Linked DNA regions of Mus musculus: region 2 is linked to region 1. Evidence: chromatin contacts called from public promoter capture Hi-C data. All regions are on one chromosome and are shown on one strand. Each heading gives the region's core, a stretch centred on a gene start, on an enhancer-like site or on the middle of the called end of the contact. The rest is flanking DNA. Distances are from core to core; before and after follow the strand shown.

Region 1 (3,828 bases), core at 1,270-3,769:
AAATGTAAAGGTCCAAAACATGGCAGCAAAGATTAAATCTGAGCCTCGGGTGAGGTCTGGAAAGCTAGAACTTATTTCTAATCTTCAAAGAAGCCTGGGAAAATATCCCTGAAGAGGCTGCACTGGCGAAGGCTGCTATCAGAACCTGCAAGGCCAAGGTGGGTGTAGACCTCAAATTCAGGTCTGCCATTTACTATCTATGTAGTTCTTGGGCATGAGATTCACCATGCCTAGACCTCTCATTCATCCCTCAAATACAAAATGAATAAATATAACATGGTGTTTTAACCAGGTACTTGGTAATCAACGGATGTAAGTGATTAATGTTTTAGACTACCAACCACTAACAATGGGGGAAGAGAGGATATATATATATATATATATGTATATATATATGTATATATATATAATAAAAAACAGTTTCTGTGAAAAGTGAAAATAGATATTCTTAAAATGTGTTAAGTTTATTTATTTTGTTTGTTTGCTTTTGAGACAGAGTCACACTGTGTAGCCCTGGCTGACCTGGAACCCTTTCTGTAGACCAGGCTGGCCTTGAACTCACGACTCACCCGCCTCTGCTTCCCTAGTGCTGGGATTAAATCCACACCTGGCCGAAAAACAGGTTTTGTAATTGCCAGAATACTCCATTGTATCGCCTCCCCAACCAGCTATAAAATGATAGAGAAGTCCATAATGTTTATGGAGAGAATTAGGGAACTAGAATAGACTTATAGGTCTCTTAATGGGCACCTCATAACACACATGCTCTGAGACTTGCTGTGTGATTTCTTTTTGTGATCATCACCCATGTGCAGTGTCCAAACTTTTCAGGGGAATCTAAATTTCCACTCTCAAAGTTCTGCCACAGGCTCAGTGTAAACGCAAACTTGTGTTTATAATCACAAACAAAACCTACCTACCCAAGAAACACTTAAGTGACATTCCTAGTCTTCTTGTTCTTGACAAGTCCGAGGCTTAAAAGCTGGTGAGACGTTTTAATAATTTTCTATGTCTTAATCATCTCCAACGCATGTGAAGCAGATACCTCGTTTTCCTGTGCTCCTGTATCGACTCTTCACCTGCCTGTATGAATTATCCTTCCCTACACAGAGGTGGGCTATACCTGCCTACCCAGTGACTGTCAGAAACTCCTCACTCCCGCCTCCATCCAGAGCCCCTTAATGAACAAAAGAGGGTTTATCCCACTGCTTTGAAAGGAAAAAATAGTACATTTGCAAAAGTAGGTCTATCTTACACTTTTGAAAAGGTCCAGCTCCCACCCCCAAACCCTCTCCCGGACCTTAGGCTGTAACTGCAACTGCCAGGAAGCCCTGCAAAAGGGTACCAGTGCCTCACCGCCACGGGAGAGCCTGCAGCACCAGATTGGTAATGACGCCACATGGAGATAGCGTGAAAAAAGAATGAGAAGGCAGCACCAGAAATGTGCTCTCGTCCAAAGGGGTGGAAGGAAGAGAGGAGAGAGAACACACACACACACACACACACACACACAGAGAGAGAGAGAGAGAGAGAGAGAGAGAGAGAGAGAGAGAGAGAGAACAGATATCCTAAAGTAGATATAATCAGTGATCCTCTAGGCAAGGTACCTCCTGGACACCCCTAATCCTTACCTAGGCTACATGCAAAGATGTAAATTTGGAAGTACGTGGGAAATCAACTTGGAGACATTGTAAGGCAAATTCTCCCACCATCACTACCATCACCAAACCCTGTGCAAGTAAAAAGCCAGCACTAAATGCTACTAGAAACTACATGCAGTTCTGGGCCCGAGGTTTACATAATCACAAATTACATAATACTCATCCCGAGCACTAAACCCCTTTCTATAGGTGAAGTTCCCCATCATCCCGTCGCTTGCTATTTTCCAAAGAACGCTGGAAAAGTCTCCAATATCTGCGGAGGGAGGGGATGGGGCGCTGCAAAAGTCACCCTCGACAAGCCGCAAAGCCACGTCAAATGGTCCAGGGTAAAGGGGGTTCGGAGCAGGTGACTCCTCTCCTCCCGCATCCCCCCGGCGCCCGGCATCCAAGGCCGAGGCTGGGCGAGCGAGGCGCACCGGGCGCGGCCGGGCTTACCTGCTCCCCGAAGTCGATGGCTATGTTGGTGATGCCGAGGGGCACCAGGAACCGGATCAGGGGCCAGTAGTGCGTGAGCGCCGGGAATTTCACCATAGTCCCCGCCGTGGGCTGACCCCACACTCATCTGCCGCCGCGAGGGCACTGTGCTGGGAGGCGCGCGGAGCGCAGCGCGGGGACGGAGGCCGCGGCCGGCGGGGCCTGGGGCGGCGGCTGCTCGCGGCGGCGGCGGCGTCCTCTCCAAGCGCTGCTGCTCTAGCAGGAGAGCCGCGAGCTCAAGTCCATCCCCGCTGCCCTCCCACACAACAAAGATCTGCCGGGGAGAAAGAGAGGAGGGACAGGGACGGCAGCGGCGGCAGCGGCGGCGGCGGCGGCGGCGGCAGCAGAGGCTTCTGCTGACAGCGGCTCCATTATAAGCGCTCTGGGCCCGGAAATAAATAAATAACCGCGCGCACGAGGCGCCTCCGCCGCCGCCGCCGCGCCGCGCGGAGGAAATCAGGGGCGGGCGGAGGCGCGACACCGCTGGCGACCCGGGAGGGGGCCGGCCCGGCGCCGCCTCCCCGCTCCGCTGCGCACGGCTCGGCCGCGGGGGGCGCTGCGCTCGCACAGGCCACTGCCGTCCGCGCCCGCGGGGGACCGGGGCGCCGCCTGAGCCGAGCGCGCGGAGCGGGGAGTCAGGCGGGGCGGGCGAGCGGGCGGGGACTCCGGGTGACCCGACACCGACAGCCCCATGCTGTCCCCGGAGCGTCCGGCAAGGCCGTGTGAGCGCCGTCTCCAGAGTTGGGAACCAGGAGTAGAGCTTCGGGGACAACCGAGCTGGAAAGGCCTCGGCGTCCGGGCGGCCTTGAGGCGGACTGGGAGCTGCTTTAGGGTGATGGGGATACGGCTGCATTAGTGGGAGAGAAGGATGGTTTACCAAAACGAGCATCTCGCATCTCTCGTGACAGAGATCTGCAGACCCTGGGGAAAAATACACCGGGTGGCAGGGACTGACTGTCCGTCCTGGACTAGGGTTCTGGGATGCTCCATACCGGTCTCCAGCTTTTGCTAGTAATGTGCAACCGTTTACTTATTTAAAAGTCGACCGGTAAATATGCTTAAAAAAAAAAAAAAGGAAAGAAAATCTGCTCGGCTGTGTTATAATATGTCCCCAGTGATTTCATGATAAATCAGTTGCTGAGCTGAGACTTTTACCTAAAACTGAAAAGCTTGACAAAGCCAGCATCAGCCGGTGTCCCAGTATAGTGTATGAAAAAAGGGTCCAAGCCAGTGACTGAAGCATTCACAGCAGGGCGGGGCTGGCCTCCAAGAGACGAGTACAGTCACACAAAAAAGCTTAGCTCGTAGAGGGTCCTGTGCCTGCTTTGGCTCTCTGTTTTTGCCTTAATACTTTTCATTAATATTTATTTTATTATTTTATGTCTATGGGCAGATATTTTTTTTTGTCTGCATGTCTGTCTGTGCATGACATGCTTGTCCAGCACCCACAGAGCCCAGAAGAGGGCATTGGAGCTTCTCCTGGATTCCAGAACATTGTGAGCTACCATATGAGTGCTGGAATGGAACCCGGGACTCTGGAAGAGCAGCAGTCGGTGCTCCTAACTGCTGAAACATCGTTTTCTTCAAACCCTGGTCTTGCCCTCTTGAAATGATGAATTTCTGAACAAGGGGCCTTAGCTTTTCATTCTGTAGCAGTTGAGATAGATGGTTTGTTCAACTTGTATCTTCCTAT
Region 2 (3,545 bases), core at 628-3,127, 560 kb before region 1:
CTTTGGAAGGTAGTGTGCAGCCTGTACCCTGCGAGAGGGGAGTTCTGCTCTGTCTCACTCGGGACAATCTCTACCTAAGTTACTTGTACTTCTGCCTTTGTCACTTCTACCCCATTTGCTTATTCCTTTACATCAGTATGGACTCAAAAATATTTATTTATTTTTTTTGCTTGTAATCAAACAGTGCTATGTTGTCTTTCTGAAATTGTTCTGGCTTGGGCCATGAAGAGCTCTTTCGACTGTTTCCTTTGTGTCCTGGGTAATCTTTTTCTGTGCTGCTTCCCCCCCCCCCCCTTGGGAAGTCATTTCCTTACCTTCTGGCACAACAGGGTGCTCATGTTAAATACTTCCTGCCCCACTACCAGAATCACCCATTTTCCCAAAGAGCCTGAATTCCTTTAATTGGAGGAAAGTATTAAAAACAAGATCTGAGAACCATAGAAACGCTCCATCTGTGGTAAAATACTTACTCTGCAAGCATGGGAACCTGAATTCAGTTCCTCGGTATTCCAGCTTTTTACTGCAGCTTGGGCACTAGGGAGGCAGAGATGGGAGGATCTTTATGTATTGCTAGTCAACTGTCTAACTAACCAAGGAACTCCAGATTCAGTGAGAGACTCTGCTCCAAAAAAACTAAGGTGAGAAGTGGATGACTGAGTTAGACACTGGGTACCTACCTCTTGTATTCATATAAACACAGACCCAAAACACAAATGTCGATAGTGCGTGCAGGCACACATGAGAGGCAGAGAGACAGTCATCAAAACGCTAGGTGTTTCCAGGGCCAATTAATTGACAGAGCAAGAAAATACAGGCATATGTACTATCATGCGGTCCAAAATATAAGCACACAGCTGTAGATCTTTACACACACCTATTGCAAGGTGAACACAAATTCCTATGGGTGTCTTCAAACTTCATCCTGACCGAAACCAAGCCTTCTAGCCCTTTTCCCTTGCTTGTCTGAGACTGCCAAGGGGAAAAGATCTGGTGGTCACTTAATCATCGTTCTCCCGTTAAACATAGGTGCGGGGTGTAGTTTGATGGAATTTGTTGATCTGTTTTCTCCTGCATGTGATTCTCAATTACCCGGCGCCCATTCCTTCACTGCACTCATCTTGCAGCCGTGACATAAAGCAGAATTTGATATTCCACACATCTGATTTAACGTACATTTTCTTTAAAAGTCCCTTTCCTCTGGTCTCCCCTGCCTCCATCATCTTCCCACTACATCTGGGTAGCCTGAGGACCCAGCACACTTGGGAGATGGGGATTCCCCGCAAGCACCCCCTCTCTCGCGCCTGCTTTTTACATACAAGGAGACGGTAGACTAGAGCAGATAATCTGTTTTCACTGCCTCTCTGCTCATTCAACAATTATCCCGCCCCTTCTACATGCCAGTGACAGCGCTGTGCCTGCGAAGGCCACACCAGCTCCATATCCTGGTCGCTCGGCCCCGCGGGTGACATAAATAATAATGAAAACGCTCCAGCGCTAGGACCGCTTGCAGTGCAGGCGCGAGAGTCCTGGCAGGGGGCGCAGTGCCCGTCCTGGAAGGCCAGTGTGGCTCGGTCACACTTGTTCCTGCTCCTCCCAGGTTTGGAGCAGCCCTGGAGGAGGAGACCTGGCCCGCTCCACGTTCTCTCTCAGCCACTCCATTTCGCCCTCCGGGCTCCCAGGCGCGGCTCCGCCCCTCCAGGACCCGCCCACAAAAGGCCCCGCCCACCAGCCGAGCCCACGCTCCGGCCGCTAACGAAGCTCTCCGGAAATTCCCGAAGCCCCTCTTTTTCCTTCCTCTCCTTTCCCTGCTCTCCCTTTCCTTTCACCCGGGCTCCCTCGGCCGTGATTTCTCCCTCCCCCTCCTTCCTTCCCCGTCGGAAAGCAAGATGGAGGCTCGCTGCTGCCGCCGGCGTTCGTGATCGCGGAGCTTCGCAGCCCCGGCCCCCGCCCTCGCGTGTCCGCGCCGCTGCCCGTGCCCCGGCCGGCCACGCCGAGGCCGTGGCTCCGCGCGCCCGCTCCGCGCCAGGCTCGCGGCTCCCGGGCGGTGTCCTCGTCTATGTGGGCGCGCTCCTCGGGCCGAGCCGCCGCCGCCCGCCGCCCCGGGGCTGTGCGTCCGCGCGCCGGGCGCGGGCAGCTGGGTGCTCGGCGCCGCCAGGCCAGGCGCAGGCGGCTGGGTGCGCGGAGCTAGGGGCGCGGGGCCCGAGGCGGGCTCGTCCGCCGCCGAAGCCATGAGCGGCAGCAGCGGCGGTGCCACCGCCCCGGCCGCGTCCTCCGGCCCCGCGGCAGCGGCCAGCGCGGCGGGCTCCGGCTGCGGGGGCGGCGCCGGCGAGGGCGCCGAGGAGGCCGCCAAGGACCTAGCCGACATCGCGGCCTTCTTCCGATCCGGTGAGTACCGCGGTTGCCCCGCGCGCTCGGCCGGCCCGGCGCGCCCGGATCTCCGGCCCGGTATAGCCCTGCGCGCTCTCGTCCCTGTCGCCGCATCGGGGCTCTGCGATCCACGCCGGCGTGTCAGGTTACCCACGCCGCCCTTGTGCTGCGGCTCGTCCCGGGCGCCTTCACTCGCTTTCCCGGCGCTCGCCCCTCGTGCCAGGCTAGACACCCCTCGGCCTCCCGTTTCAGCGGCCACGGCCCCGCGGGTAGGGGCGCCGGCTCTTTGTCTCTTGCTGGAGGGCCGAGGAGGCGGCGGCGGGGACGGCGTGGGCGGAGGCCGGTGTCCCGGAGGACGAGCTCACCGGGACCGGGGACAGCAGCTCTGCCCTGTAATAGCTTTTGGGCCGCTGGTAGCTGGACCACCAACCCCATTATCAGCGAGTGTCCCGACTCGGGGCTCTAGCCTGTCATCCAGCCTTGGTGTACGGTTCTGTGAAACGGGGCAGCCATCGCACCTCAGCCCAGGAACCGAGGACGGTGGCCGAGCTGAGGCGGCGGTCGGGTCGAGCCATTGTTTCTGGGGGAGGCCCGGGAAGGACATCTGGGACCGTGGTGGCCCTTGGGAGAGGCGTGGGACCAGGGCTGGCGGGCACTGCGTGGGTGGCGTGGACCTGGAGGCAGTGAGGGGCAGTTTAGGGTCCGCTCTGGCGAGCCGGAGGTGGCCGAGGAGGAGGCTAGCCCGGAGCCCGGCGGGCGGGAGGGGCGCTGGTGTGCTGCGCAGGGGGCGTGACGGGGCGTCCCGGGGACCCCGGTAACGGCGCCTCCTCCAAGCCCGGCCCGGCCCAGATCCCGCGCGAGCCCGGCTCGCGTCCGCGCGTCCCTGCGTGCAGTCCGGTTTGCTTGCGCGTCCGGGAGGCGGCGGAGGGCAGCGGCGGCCGGGGGCCTGCAGTTCGGAGAGCAGTCCCTGGCCGGCCAGGCTTGGGAGTGAGGATGCAGACTCCGCGCTGGAGAGCCAGAGAGGGCGGCCCAGGTCAGGATCCGGACGGACGGGCGGGCCAGGGAGGGCGCGGGGAGGCTGTTTGCCCGCCTCCGGGAGGACGGAGAGCCTCGGGGTCTGGTGAGCGGCCTGCACCGGGGTGAGCGCGGGAGGCTGACAGCTCAGGGTCTCAGTGGCC

Evidence for each region. Promoter capture Hi-C pulls out the DNA fragments that hold promoters and counts their contacts.
Region 2: a promoter capture Hi-C map of pre-B cells shows a contact between it and region 1. The contact joins the promoter of Trio here to the promoter of Ank in region 1. A contact is called at or near these places in 2 of 39 promoter capture datasets (liver and pre-B cells), 3 of 484 Hi-C or Micro-C datasets (CD4 T cells, LSK cells and embryonic stem cells), 3 of 115 datasets of contacts at active chromatin or transcription factors (memory CD8 T cells, pancreatic cancer cells and stem cell-derived neural progenitor cells) and 1 of 9 other capture datasets (adipose tissue).

Annotation. Positions count from the first base shown.
Region 1 is chr15:27,465,368-27,469,195 of GRCm38.p6, reverse strand. Ank (progressive ankylosis) reads right to left here and starts at 2,519. Exons shown (of 12, transcript NM_020332.4): 1 at 2,097-2,519. The coding sequence starts at 2,192.
Region 2 is chr15:28,024,180-28,027,724 of GRCm38.p6, reverse strand. Trio (triple functional domain (PTPRF interacting)) reads left to right here and starts at 1,877. Exons shown (of 57, transcript NM_001081302.1): 1 at 1,877-2,385. The coding sequence starts at 2,229.